3 separate regions of the Mus musculus genome follow, and regions 1 and 2 are each linked to region 3. Evidence: chromatin contacts called from public HiChIP or PLAC-seq and promoter capture Hi-C data. All regions are on one chromosome and are shown on one strand. Each heading gives the region's core, a stretch centred on a gene start, on an enhancer-like site or on the middle of the called end of the contact. The rest is flanking DNA. Distances are from core to core; before and after follow the strand shown.

What was found. Promoter capture Hi-C pulls out the DNA fragments that hold promoters and counts their contacts. HiChIP or PLAC-seq counts read pairs in DNA pulled down with a chosen protein or histone mark.
Region 1: a promoter capture Hi-C map of pre-B cells shows a contact between it and region 3, with 1.9 times the contacts expected there. The contact joins the promoter of Rsph9 here to the promoter of Zfp318 in region 3. A contact is called at or near these places in 3 of 39 promoter capture datasets (the C10 cell line, frontonasal cranial neural crest and pre-B cells), 2 of 484 Hi-C or Micro-C datasets (CD8 T cells and pre-B cells), 1 of 115 datasets of contacts at active chromatin or transcription factors (pancreatic cancer cells) and 2 of 9 other capture datasets (adipose tissue and liver).
Region 2: a contact with region 3 is called in a FOXA1 HiChIP or PLAC-seq map of pancreatic cancer cells. The contact joins the enhancer-like site here to the promoter of Zfp318 in region 3. A contact is called at or near these places in 2 of 39 promoter capture datasets (hippocampal neurons and macrophages), 2 of 115 datasets of contacts at active chromatin or transcription factors (microglia and pancreatic cancer cells) and 3 of 9 other capture datasets (adipose tissue, embryonic stem cells and liver).

What each region holds. Positions count from the first base shown.
Region 1 is chr17:46,142,651-46,146,903 of GRCm38.p6, reverse strand. Rsph9 (radial spoke head 9 homolog (Chlamydomonas)) reads left to right here and starts at 2,704. Exons shown (of 5, transcript NM_029338.4): 1 at 2,704-2,982. The coding sequence starts at 2,756.
Region 2 is chr17:46,591,514-46,595,392 of GRCm38.p6, reverse strand. Ptk7 (PTK7 protein tyrosine kinase 7) reads left to right here. Exons shown (of 20, transcript NM_175168.4): 2 at 3,591-3,878. Among named protein-coding and RNA genes, the nearest start is that of Ptk7, 36 kb to the left of the region's middle. Within about 2 kb of position 2,077, at least 54 of the 459 cell types and tissues checked have an H3K27ac peak or open chromatin away from gene starts, as enhancers often do. A contact at or near this core is called in embryonic stem cells and pancreatic cancer cells, where this site is marked.
Region 3 is chr17:46,381,627-46,385,511 of GRCm38.p6, reverse strand. Zfp318 (zinc finger protein 318) reads right to left here and starts at 1,746. Exons shown (of 10, transcript NM_207671.4): 1 at 1,182-1,746. The coding sequence starts at 1,673.

The DNA of each region.
Region 1 (4,253 bases), core at 1,455-3,954, 240 kb after region 3:
AAACCCCTGCCCTGCTGAGGGAGATGCTGGGTTAAAGTCCTTAGGGTATATGCAAGATTGTTAGAGTAAGGCCAGGCAGTGGTGGTGCATGCCTGTAATCCCAGCACTTGGGAGGCAGAGGCAGGTAGATTTCTGAGTTTGAAGCCAGCCTGGTCTACACAGAGTGAGTTCCAGGACAGCCAGGACTGCACAGAGAAACCCTGTCTCGAAAAACATACATACATACATACATACATACATACATACATACATACATACATACATACAAATAAGATTGTTAGAGTAAGGTGTCTGAAATGGTTGAAACACTGTAACACATTGACTAACTAGGCTTTTTTGTTTCTTAAAAGAAAAACATTCTTTTTGAGAACGGGAGCCACTGGCCAGGTCAAGTTTTTACTTTGTTTCTTTTCCTATGTTTTGGAAGCTGCAAGTCCAGTCCTGGGGGTTGGGACCCTGTGGCTGGGCCCCTCTGTGGCTGTCCATTAGGTTCAGCCAGGATTAGTTCTCCTTCCTTTAAAAACCCACTATTTCTCCTTAGAATCTTTTGTTCTCTGAAAAATTCATACATGTGTACAGTGTATTTTGATCATAGTCATCTCAAACTCCCATTTCTGCTCCTCCCCCAACGTGACTCCTCCCACCTTCAAGTCCTTTCAGAGTATGTGCAGACAGCCTTGACTTCCAAGTCTACACCCTTCAGTGGGCCCTCTGCTCTTGTGCATCATCATCATCCCCCTCCCACCCCCACCCCCACCTCCCACCCCCGCTTCCTGTACCTATACACTGTGTTTAAGGCTTACAAACAAGGCTGGGGTGGGTAGTACATGCTTTTTATCTAGCATTTGGGAGCCAGAGAGTGACTGATCTCTGTAAGTTCAAGGCCAGCTTAGTCAACAGAGTAAGTTCCAGGACAGCCAAGGCTATGTAGAGACCCTGCCTCAAAAAAGCACTTATACATATTATTTAATGCTAACTTATATGTATAGGTTACTACCCCATTATAAAGGTAAGGTTTGGCAAGGCTAGTTTGCTTAAGTTAGAGGTTCTTGTGAGTCACAACCCCGTTGGGGGTCAAACAACCCTTCCACAGGGGTCACCTAAGACTTGTAAAACACATTTATATTATGATTCATAATTAGCAAAGTTATAGTTATGAGGTAGCAATGAAATAATGTTATGGTTTGGGGGGGGGGGTCACCATAACAGGAGGAACCGTATTAAAGGGCTGTAGCACTAGGAAAGTTAGAAACCACTGGCTTCAATGGCAAAGCATGACTTGAAAGCTGTTCACTGCCTGCAGAAACTGCTCTTCCCTGTGTTCTAACGTTAGTGCGGTTTTTCTCTGGAATAGCCAGGATTTGCTCTGTCCCTAGTGGATGTGCTACCAAGCTCTGAGAAGGCCTTCTTCAGATTCTGGCTCCTGATGTGAACTCATTTCTGATGGGTAAATCCAGTATAGGGGAACGCAAGATGCTTGGGCTGTGTTCTGTGTGACCTCCCCTGAAGTGTATCCTGTCAGCCAAACTGTTGGTTGTTTTTGTGTCTGATATCGCTTTACAGAAGAATTAAGCCATATTACCAAAGCAGGGCATGATGGTGGAGGGCAGGACCTGATGTGTGTGTGTGGGGGGGGGGGGGGGCGGCATAAGTTTCTTTGAAATGACCGGCCAGGTCAGCTCTCTAATGCCCATTTAAAAAGCCTCGATGAACAATGCCCAGGCAATCAAAACATCAAAACAAAGTAATTATCTGAGCAAATTAGACACTTATTTCTCTCTGGGCTTGGCTTGGAGGCCCAGGGCATGTTGACTTCATGAGTCTTCCACAAAGGAATCCAGAAATAAGATCAGTCATTGACAAGGCCTGAAACAAGCCTTCAGAGGACCCCGGTGATTTTGACTTTGGAGACTCCAGAACAGCAGCGGATGTGATGTAGCAGTGGTTAGACTCGCCTGAGTTAGGCTAGCCTAGGGAATACAGAGCTGATCCTCTGTGGCTACTATTTGGGTCTGAACAGCTGTGGAGCCCAAAGTTATGTAGCTGACACACATGTAGTCTGTAAGTGGCTTTTTTTTTTTTTTTTTTTTTTTTTAAAGAGACTATGAAGCTCTACACACTTCAGTCGTGTGGCTAGCTGCGACCTTGTTATGTAGACCAGGTTGGCCCTGAACTCAAAAGAGTTCTTCCTCCTGAGGGCTGGCATTAAAGGTGTGGGCCACCACCCCTGGGAAACTGTCACCCTTTACATTCTTTTCCAAGGATTTCCCCGATTTGTCAGACTAGTCCTGGGAGTAAACAAAGAGCTCTCACGTGAAAACTGGAGGGGTCAGATTGGATAGAACCTATTTGGTGAAACCTGGCTTTGGGTGGGTTTAGGTGTCAGAAACTGCTTTTAGAGCCAAGGTATCAGATTCTTCATAAAATTCTCAGGCCAAGAAGTGATATTCCCAGGTTGAAATAATACAGCTAGTGGCCTTGTGGCTTTGTATTGGGTTTCTTCCCAAGTCCGTATGGGCAAAAATGGAGTACGTAATGTGGAGTGCACATATAGGGAAGCCGCGCTGGGATAACAGAATACATGAGTCTACACTGTACTGTGAAAGTCCGTGGCCCCCGGAAAGGGCGGGTTTGGCGAGATGGGCGGTCCGGTGGGTGGTATTTTGTTTCCTGCTAGCTTAAGGGGTGGGGCTCAGGGTCTCCATGGAGACAGCTTCTACCCGCCAGACTAGCTTGGAGGAGAACGGCTGGCCTGATGGACGCCGACAGCCTCTTGTTGTCTCTGGAGTTGGCGTCTGGCAGTGGGCAGGGACTCAGCCCTGACCGTCGGGCCTCACTGCTCACGTCCCTTATGCTGGTGAAGCGCGATTACCGCTTCGCGAGGGTCCTTTTCTGGGGCCGCATCCTTGGCCTTGTGGCGGATTACTACATCGCACAGGGCTTGAGTGAGGACCAGCTCGCACCACGCAAGACGCTCTACAGGTGAGGCGACTCTGGCAGATAAGGCTGCAGGAGGATCCCGAAGGGTGTTGGGTGCAACTCCAGCTGGGGAAGGTGGGTGCGCCCAGGACCTACGCAGGAAGCACCTGTGGGTGGGGCTTGAGGAGGGAAATGAGGAGCTTGAGGACTGAGATGTCACGGAACTGTGAGGGTCCTGTGGATCCTGACAGGGTGGGAAAGTGGCCTGGGCAGGGTCCAAGGAGGCAGCATTGTCAGCCTGGATTTGCATGGGAAACTGGTCTAGATGGATTCGTTAGAGACAGAAGGCTAAATAAACTGAGCGGGCACAGAATGTAGAAGTCCCGGAGATGGCAACTGGTGTAGAATTCAGGTTCTAGCTGTGGACTGGATTTGGCTTGGAGAAGTCAGACGCTCTGAGATTTGTACTGAAGCTGTTTAGAAACGTCTCTGGGGAGTGTAGGCTCTGCAGTGGGAGGTGCTCTTTCCTGGAAGTGCAAGACTTGTAAAATGGGGAAAGAGCTGGGGGCAATTCTGCAGTGTAAGCCTCCCAACCTCTTTCGGGGTTCCCTAGGATGCTAGGGGAGCCTATCATGCTATTAAAGCATCCAAGCAGGAGGTATCCGGGGACTTCATTTATCTACCCATGCATCAAACCAGTATTGAAGGAGGATCAGGGGTTCAAGGTCAGTCTCAAATACACAGGGGGTTTGAAGCCCCTCTGGGAATTTGGGGGCTGGAGACATGGCTTAAACCTTAAGAGCACTGGGTACTCTTCTGAACCACTGGGATTCAATCCGTAGCTGGGATTCAATCCGTAGCACGTACACGGAGTTCAGAACTATCTATAACTCCAGTTCTAGGGAACTTCTTAGGACACTGTACACAGCAGGTGCATGTACATACATATAGACAAAATACTCATACACATAAAAATATGTAAAGACCCTGTCTCAAAAAAAATTGCTAAAACTAAGGTATCCTAAAGCGATGCCAAGAGTCCCGGGCTTTTGGAGAAGAGCTAAGCTCGATCAGAGAGCAGCTGCTCCGGGTTCTGAAAGGTGGGCACTTCCCCACAGCTGCGAGCTGGAGAGACCCTCCTGCACTCTGACTGAAGGCTTTCCATGTTTAGGGAAGAGACCGGAAGTAAACTGGACAGAGGCAGCAACCGTCGATCGGGAGAAGTCAAGAGTTTGAGCTTTGTCCGTAGGCCACCAGGGAACACCTACGGGGTCATATCTGAGTGGGCAGATGATCTGAAGTATGGTGGGATGGGCACTTAGAGGTCTTTGTAG
Region 2 (3,879 bases), core at 828-3,327, 210 kb before region 3:
TAGGGCTGCCATTACGTAGTAGGTTGCTGTGCTGCATGCAGCTCCACAGGGCCCAGTGAAGAGAGGCAGTGCAGCTTTAGGAGACCCGAGTCCAGAGAAGGCCTTTCTCAGACCATCCCTCTAGTTAGAGGTAAGGACAAGAAATGAAGCCACCTTGGGATAGGTACCACCTTAGTCCCCCGAAAGCCGCCTCTGCACAAAGCTAAGAGCTCCTGGGGTCTGGCATCACTGCCAGGGACTCTCCGGTTCCCCAAAACGTCGATGGAGCAATGTTTACAATGAGCCATACAGGTTGGCGGCCCGGGCACATTCCCACTGCCTTCTAAGCAAATGTGGGGGCCACTGAGCAGGGGCTCTGAGAAGCCCGGAGGCTCCTTTCTGCTGGCTTTGGAAACATCTAAGTGTACCCCAGCCAGGCACTAACCAGGACCTGCTGTGAGCTGACGTCAAGACAGAGGCCCCTGGGAGGCCCGGCTTTGATGTTTCCCAGGCCATGTCATAGGGGTGCGGAATGGCGGGGGCTCTGAGTGGCAGTCTGGGAATGCTGCGGCTCTGGTCACAGCTCTAGAGAAGCATAGTCCTGATCCCAGGAGGGGATGTGGAAAGCTGGGGGTTGGGGCTGAGCCGTGTCCCTCAGAGTTACATAGGCTCTTCTCAGGTTTCTGCAGCAGGTGGTCTGGGGCTCCTGTACCCTCAGGGCCTATCCCGTTGTCCCACCCACCATCTGGTTGTTCTCTGCTCGTCTGTCTAGGCTTTAGCACATCCCAGAGCTTTGGCGTGAGGAGAGTTGTCTAATATTCTGAGGGTTTGAATCCTTGCGCAGGAAGAGAGTTCCTGGGCTTAACAGTAGTTGCCTCTTACCAAAGGTGAATTCCGGTCAAGGCCTTTCACACACACAGAGCTGCATTGTGGCTCACAAGATCTTCCTGTGGGAAGAACACGGAGCATGACAGGATCAGACTTGGCTCTGTCTGAAGCTGAACACACTCTAATACATCCTTAAAAATAAAATAAGCCAGCCGGGCGGTGGTGGCACACGCCTTTAATCCCAGCACTTGGGAGGCAGAGGCAGGCGGATTTCTGAGGTCGAGGCCAGCCTGCTCTACAAAGTGAGTTCCAGGACAGCCAGAGCTATACAGAGAAACCCTGTCTTGAAAAACCAAAAAAAAAAAAAAAAAAAAAAAAGCCTTTAAGGGAATAAAAAAACCCACACATGCAATCACGTTGCCCACCCCCACCCCCCAACATTTTTTTTCATCCGTTTAACCAGTGAGATGGTTAAACCTCTGGCCCTTACCATCACACTTGGTGAATAAGCCAAGTTCAATTCCTAGAACCCATATGGTGGAAGGGGAGAACCAACTCTTAACAAATTATCCTCAGATAGGCAATCTGCCTACAGAAGACCTGAGTTCAATCCCCAGAGCCCACATGGAGTGGTATCTGAGGTTGACCTCTGACCTCTCCATACGTGTGCACACATGGATGCATACGTACACACTTGTTTTGTTTTGTTTTTTAAGACTCATGTGTTTTAAGCAAGTTTACAATCTTGGGTTCGACTGTATTCATCCTATTCTGAGCAGCAAGTTGGACACCCTGACTGTCATAGGTGATGTCTCTGCTCTTTGGTGAACATCCTGGAGTTATGGGTTGAGGGTCCCAAGATTTGCAGAGGACCGTGGAGTAGAGCTGATTCTGCCAGCCACAGGTGGAAGTGGGCAAACGCGCCTGATGCCAAAGCCACCCTAGACATGAATTTTTCTTCAGGTCACCCAGTGTTCTCTGAGTGTCTTTGTGAGCCTGGTATTGTCTGTGGGAGGCAGGTCTGCCACACTGCCTGACTGTGAGGAAACCGACTCACCCTGGTAGGCTCAGATGTTTCCAGGAAGAGCGTGAGATGAGGGGCTGGCTTCTTTAGGTTTTGGGCATGGAGTTGTAACATGTAAGTTGTCTGACCTTTAGTTAGTCCTTCACATTTCTGGGCCTGAGTTTGCACACAGTTCCATACCGCAAAGGTTTTGTACCATGATGTCTAGTGGGGACAGGGCCACACCCCTGTGGAGTATTTAGAAATGGATGGGGAGTGTCTGCGTTGGCACAGTAACCAAGGTGCCTAAAGGCATGTTTGTTAACTGGCACAGTGGGTGGGATCACCCTGCTTGGTAGAGAATTGGCTTGCGCAGAGAACCAACAGGACCCCATTGAGAAGGAAGAAGGGTGCTTTGGGGACATTTCCAGCTCCCTGAATGTTTTGTGTTAGGGGTGGTGGGCCTTTGGGAAGGTTGGAAGATAGACTGGTTTCAGAGTAGCCTCTTATCTGGGCTGTTAGTCCTGTTAGATCCTAGGACTTGTATTGACATACAACTCTGAGAAGGCAGAATCTCGGGCTGAGGAACCAAACCTCATCTCTAGGGTCTTTAGGGAGTGTTGGCTGGGCTGTGACTGCTCCCCAGTGACTTGGCCCTGAGCCTGCTTCTTCCTGGTGGCTGGGAACATCTCTTCCACATTTAAGCCCGCCTGCCCGCCCGGTGGTTCCGTGACTCTGCCAGGCACCCACATGGCATAAACAAAGCCTACCATGTTACCTGTGACACTGCTGTAACTATGCTCCCCCCCCCCCCCCCCCCAGAATGCCCAGCCCTGCCCTGCCCCGCCTAGCCCATCTGCACAGCACAGGTGCTTGCTTTGCCCCTGACTCTGGTTCTGCCTCTGGTTGCGGGGGTGGAGGCTCCTGTTCATAGTTGTCCCCCGAGTTGGGACTAAAGCTGAGTGACCGTGCGCAGGAGGCTTTACATACAGATCTGTGGCCTGACAGACCGGATATCAGGCTGACCTCAGTACATCTTGGCCTTTGTGTCTTGAGAACTTCCGCTTCTCCAGTGAGAGGATGACGTCTCGGGGACTGCAGAGCACCGTGGATGGGCTTCAGAGCCACAACTGCCTTAGTGGCTGGTACCCTAGGGTTCTCTGGCTAAGTCAAGATCAAACTTTATTCTGTGCCTTCCCTCTGGGGTAGGCAAGGGAGGGTTGGGTTACTTTTCCAATCCCCTGGTCCCTAGCCTTAGCATCAGAACCTAGGATCTGGTCTTGTAGGTCTGGGGCTCTTGTCTTTGGGAAGCCGGGTGTGATCAGCCCCACCCAGGCCTCAGGGCTCCCTTACTTACGGGAGCCAGCTTTCCACATCATCCACTTGGCATTTACACAGACATATCTTGTATATTTGTCCATCCTATAAGTACACTGTAGCTGTCTTCAGACGCACCAGAAGAGGGCGTCAGATCTCATTACGGATGGTTGTGAGGCACCATGTGATTGCTGGGATTTGAACTCAGGACCTTCGGAAGAGCAGTCGGTGCTCTTAACCACTGAGCCATCTCACCAGCCTGACCGGGGACATTTTTGTCTGGATTCCAACACAGTTGGAACTCCTCCGAGGACCTCTGCAACTATAGCATTATAGCATTGTTATTTGTGCCTGTTTATTGACCAGCCGTCCGTGGTCTCGCCCCGCTCCCCCCCCCCCCCCCGTGTTAGGATGGAGGCATCAGCTCCTCCTGACCCTGCTTCTCCCACGTCTGCGTCCGCAGGTGCCCAAGCCGCTATCGTCTTTATCAAGGAGCCGTCCTCCCAGGATGCACTTCAAGGGCGCCGGGCGCTGCTCCGTTGTGAAGTGGAGGCTCCGGACCCGGTGCACGTGTACTGGCTGCTCAATGGGGTGCCTGTCCAGGACACGGAGCGACGGTTTGCCCAGGGCAGCAGCCTGAGTTTCGCAGCTGTGGACCGGCTCCAGGATTCTGGTGCTTTCCAGTGTGTGGCTCGGGATAACGTCACTGGAGAGGAAGTCCGCAGTACTAATGCCTCCTTCAACATCAAATG
Region 3 (3,885 bases), core at 497-2,996:
ACACACTATTCAAAATATTTTTAAAAATCAATTTGATGGCTGAACACAGAAAAGATAAATGGTGAGTAGCAAGGCTCAATTACGAAGAAGGCAACTGTACCAATCTGAGGAAGAGGCAGCAGGGCCTTCAGAGTGGTGAGAGATGACAGGATAGCCTGGGGGCTTCCCTTGAAGCATGAGGTAAATGTTCGGGTGGTAAGAGAAAGCATTTTCCTATGGGACGGAGAACTGGAGCTGGAGTGAGTACAGCACCCAGAAGGGGGAGGCTGCAGTATTCTACTCGATTCCTCTCTAGTGAGGGCTTTGAGAAGTCTTCACAATGTGACAAATCAGTTTATGACCAGAACACTAGGGCACTGTAGTGCCAGCTGAGGGGTCACTATCACACCTGCACCTTTATTTAAAATTAGGATGCTAAGATTCCAAATCGGGTTTTACAGTTTTGTAAGCCCTACTGAGTACTACTCAGCTACACCCACCACAACCATAAATTAATCCCACATTTTGTCCCTCCAGCAGCAGCACATTTTAACATGTAAAATCGCAGGCTGTGAGAATCCAACATGTGAGCTGAACCACAGCTCCATCACTTGTGTGTCACCTTGATCAAGCTACTTAAACCTCTCTGAGCTGGTTCCTTGGCTGTGATAACACCTATTGCTATTGCTTTACCTCAAGGGACCGTGAGCCCTAAAAGATTGCTGGTAGCTGCTCTTGTGTCTCTAGCTGATGGCAGCAATCACAATGATTGATTATGCACACCTCTCGTCGGAATAACAGCTATAACTGAGACTCCATGACAGCTAAAGCATCCAGTCTGCTTTGGTTCAAGCTTTCCTCACTGGCCACCAGGCATTTCAGATGTTCTGCTAAACTCGGGCCTTAAAGCAACGAATTTGATCAAACCCAAAGGGAAACGCCAAAGCGCCAGTCAGTATGGATGAAATGCCCCTCGCCTTGGAGAACTTTTCCACATAGCAAGAGCGAAAGCCTCTTCCCCCTAGAAACCGGGCGTCCTGTTCTGTTCCAACACGGGTGACCGAACGGGTCCCGGGTCCGTTATTGTGTAAAGGAGGCACCCAGGACTGTCAGGGAGCGGGGAAGACTCGGACATTCGGACTCTGGCCTGAGGGCCCGGGGGCTGGGGACATGGGGGCAACATGGGCGAAGGGTGGGATTACCCGACTGCCGCCGCCGCCGCCTGGATGGTCTCCGCGGCCGTCCCGGGCGAAGTCGGCGCGGGACTCGCCTCGAATGCTGCCTCGGAAGCCACCCAGGCCAGGTGGGTAGTGTCGCCGGCTCCGCGGTGGCGACGGGGAGCCGCGACGGGCGCGCGGCGGGGACGGGGAGCCACGACGACCCCGCGGAGGGGATGGCGAGGCCCGGCGGCCGCGGGTCGGAGACGGTGAGGCCCGGCGGCCGCGGGGCGGGGACGGGGAGCCGCGACGACCCCGAGGCGGGGACGGCGAGGCCCAGCGGCCGCGGTGGCCTGAGGGCGAGCGGTGGCGGCGGGCGGGGAGCCGCAGCGAGGAGCAAGAGGGCGGCGGCGGCGACGAGGGGCGGCGTGTGGGGCCTGAGGAGGCGCCCACGGGACGGCCCGGCGGAGGGCCGCTCGCGCTGCCGTCTTTCGACCGGTGCGAAGAGACGGAGGAGCGGGAGCCACTGCGGTACATGGCTACCGGGAGCGCCGCGGACGCCGCTCGGGAGCGTGCCGCCACAGCCGCAGGCACCGCCGCCGCGGACACCGCAGCGCGCCGCCCTCGCGGACGGAGCGGCCCCCTCCCCGCGGCCCCGCCCCACCGGCCAGCGGTTGGAGGGCGCGGGTACGCGCCGACACGCCACACCCCCTCGTCCTCCCAGGCTCTCCCGCGGCTGGACGCGGAGAGCGGCCTCAGGAGCCGGGAGCCGTGGGGCGGAGCGCTGAGCCTGCGCGAGCACCAGGGGCGCGCGCCCTGAAGTGCGCAGGCCCCGCCTTTCGGCCCCGCGCAAAATGGCGACCGGCGAGCCGCCCACCCCCTACTCCCCCGGAGACCACGTGATGCAGAGAGACCACCCCTCTCCTCCTCCCGGCGCGGTGGGCGGGGCCGGAGAGCCCGGTGAGTGGGCGGGGCCAGGTTGTAGCGGAGGCCTCAGTAGCTTGGTTCCCAGGCTCCTGGAGCGTGCGTGCCCATAGCAATCCACCTGCTTTACAGAAATGATTATATATAGTGAGAAAGCAAACGACCCCCTACACTCACACCTAAACCCTGTCAGAAGCTACGAACCTCAACGAGTGTCCATCCCTTTTCCCCCAGAGGAAGCTTGACGTAGTCGGGTAACTTTCCAGTCCAATAACTTATAGAGGTTTAAATCGAGAAATGAGAAAGTACAGAAAAGTGAAAGTCAAACACAACAGACATCAGTAAAATTTCCAGATGTTCTAGCCAAGCATTACAGTAAAATGGTGGTGAAGGCCACTGTCGGAGCAACCCATACCGTGACAGGCCTGGCAAGTGTTTTGAGATATCAGTGGTGCAGAAACACATGGAGGCAAAAACTCATACACAGAAAATAGAAATAAATGTTTAAAAAGAAAAAGACAAGACCCTAAGGGTCAGTCAAAACATAGGAAAATAGGGCCTGGGTAGAGATGGCTCCGGAGGTCTTTTTTCTAGCACCTTCGTGGTAGTTCACAACCATTTGGGGCTCCAGTTTCAGAGGATCTCACACCATGAAAAAACCAAAAGTGAGGAAATATGTTGAACCTAGACAATAGCTTCATATTTTTCACCAGCTAAACATAAATCTTGAATTTGTGTAAAAATCACATTTCTGAGCCAGGCATTGGTGGCACAAACTTTTTAATCCTAGTACTCAGAGGCAGAATCAGGCAAATCTCAGAGTTCAAGGTCAACCTGGTCTACAGAGAGAATTCCAGGGCAGCCAGGGCTATACTGAGAAACCCTGTCTCGAAAAACAAAAAACAAAAACAAACAAACAAACAAAAAACACCAAAAAACAAGAATCAGATTTCTGAAAAGAAAAAAATATGACTTTGTTAATTTGTTTTTAAATTATGTTTAAAATATAAGCCGATTTGCTTATTTATAAATGTCATAAGCTTCCTATTTCAGAATAAAAATCTTGCTTCTGTCCCTTTTTTTTTGAGAGTCAGGTTTCACTATGCAGCCTTAACTGGTCTGGAATTTCCTATGTAGATCAGGCTAGCCTTGAAGTCATGGACCTCCCACCTGGCACCAGTATAAAAATGTTACCAGCTGTATTCCCTTACACTTGTTTGCTTTATCCTATATTATTGATATAATTTGTAAATATACGTTATTTTGATGAAAAAGCTAATCTACCAGAGGTATGTGCCCTGTCTTTATTATACTACCTATGTATGTATTTAGTTATCTCCATCTACTTTAGTAGACGAGGAAAGATAAATCACTATGTATATTTAGTTGAAGTCAATGCTTATTGTACATACTAGGGTCTCAGTTGCCTGAGGCTTGTCTCAAACTCAGTATGTATCAGAGGATGTCTTTGAACCCCTAATCCTCTGATTCTACTTCCTAAGTGCTGGGAATATAGATATGGAGTACCATTATTTAGAACCAAAATTAATACTTTTTTTCCTTTTTTTTTGTTTTTTTTTTTTTTTTGTTTTTTCAAAATGGTTTTTCTGTGTAGCCCTGGCTGTCCTGGAACTTGCTCTGTAGACCAGTGCTGGGATTAAGGGTTTATGCCACCACTGTCTGGCCAGAATCAATACATTTTAAATTGGGATTTGCTGTTCTAGTATTAACATTGTCTCCTATGTCTTTCTCCAATAATAAAGTGTTTAGGGGGGAGGTCCCCTTGTGGGTGGGACCATCTCTGGGCTGGTAGTCTTGGTTCTAT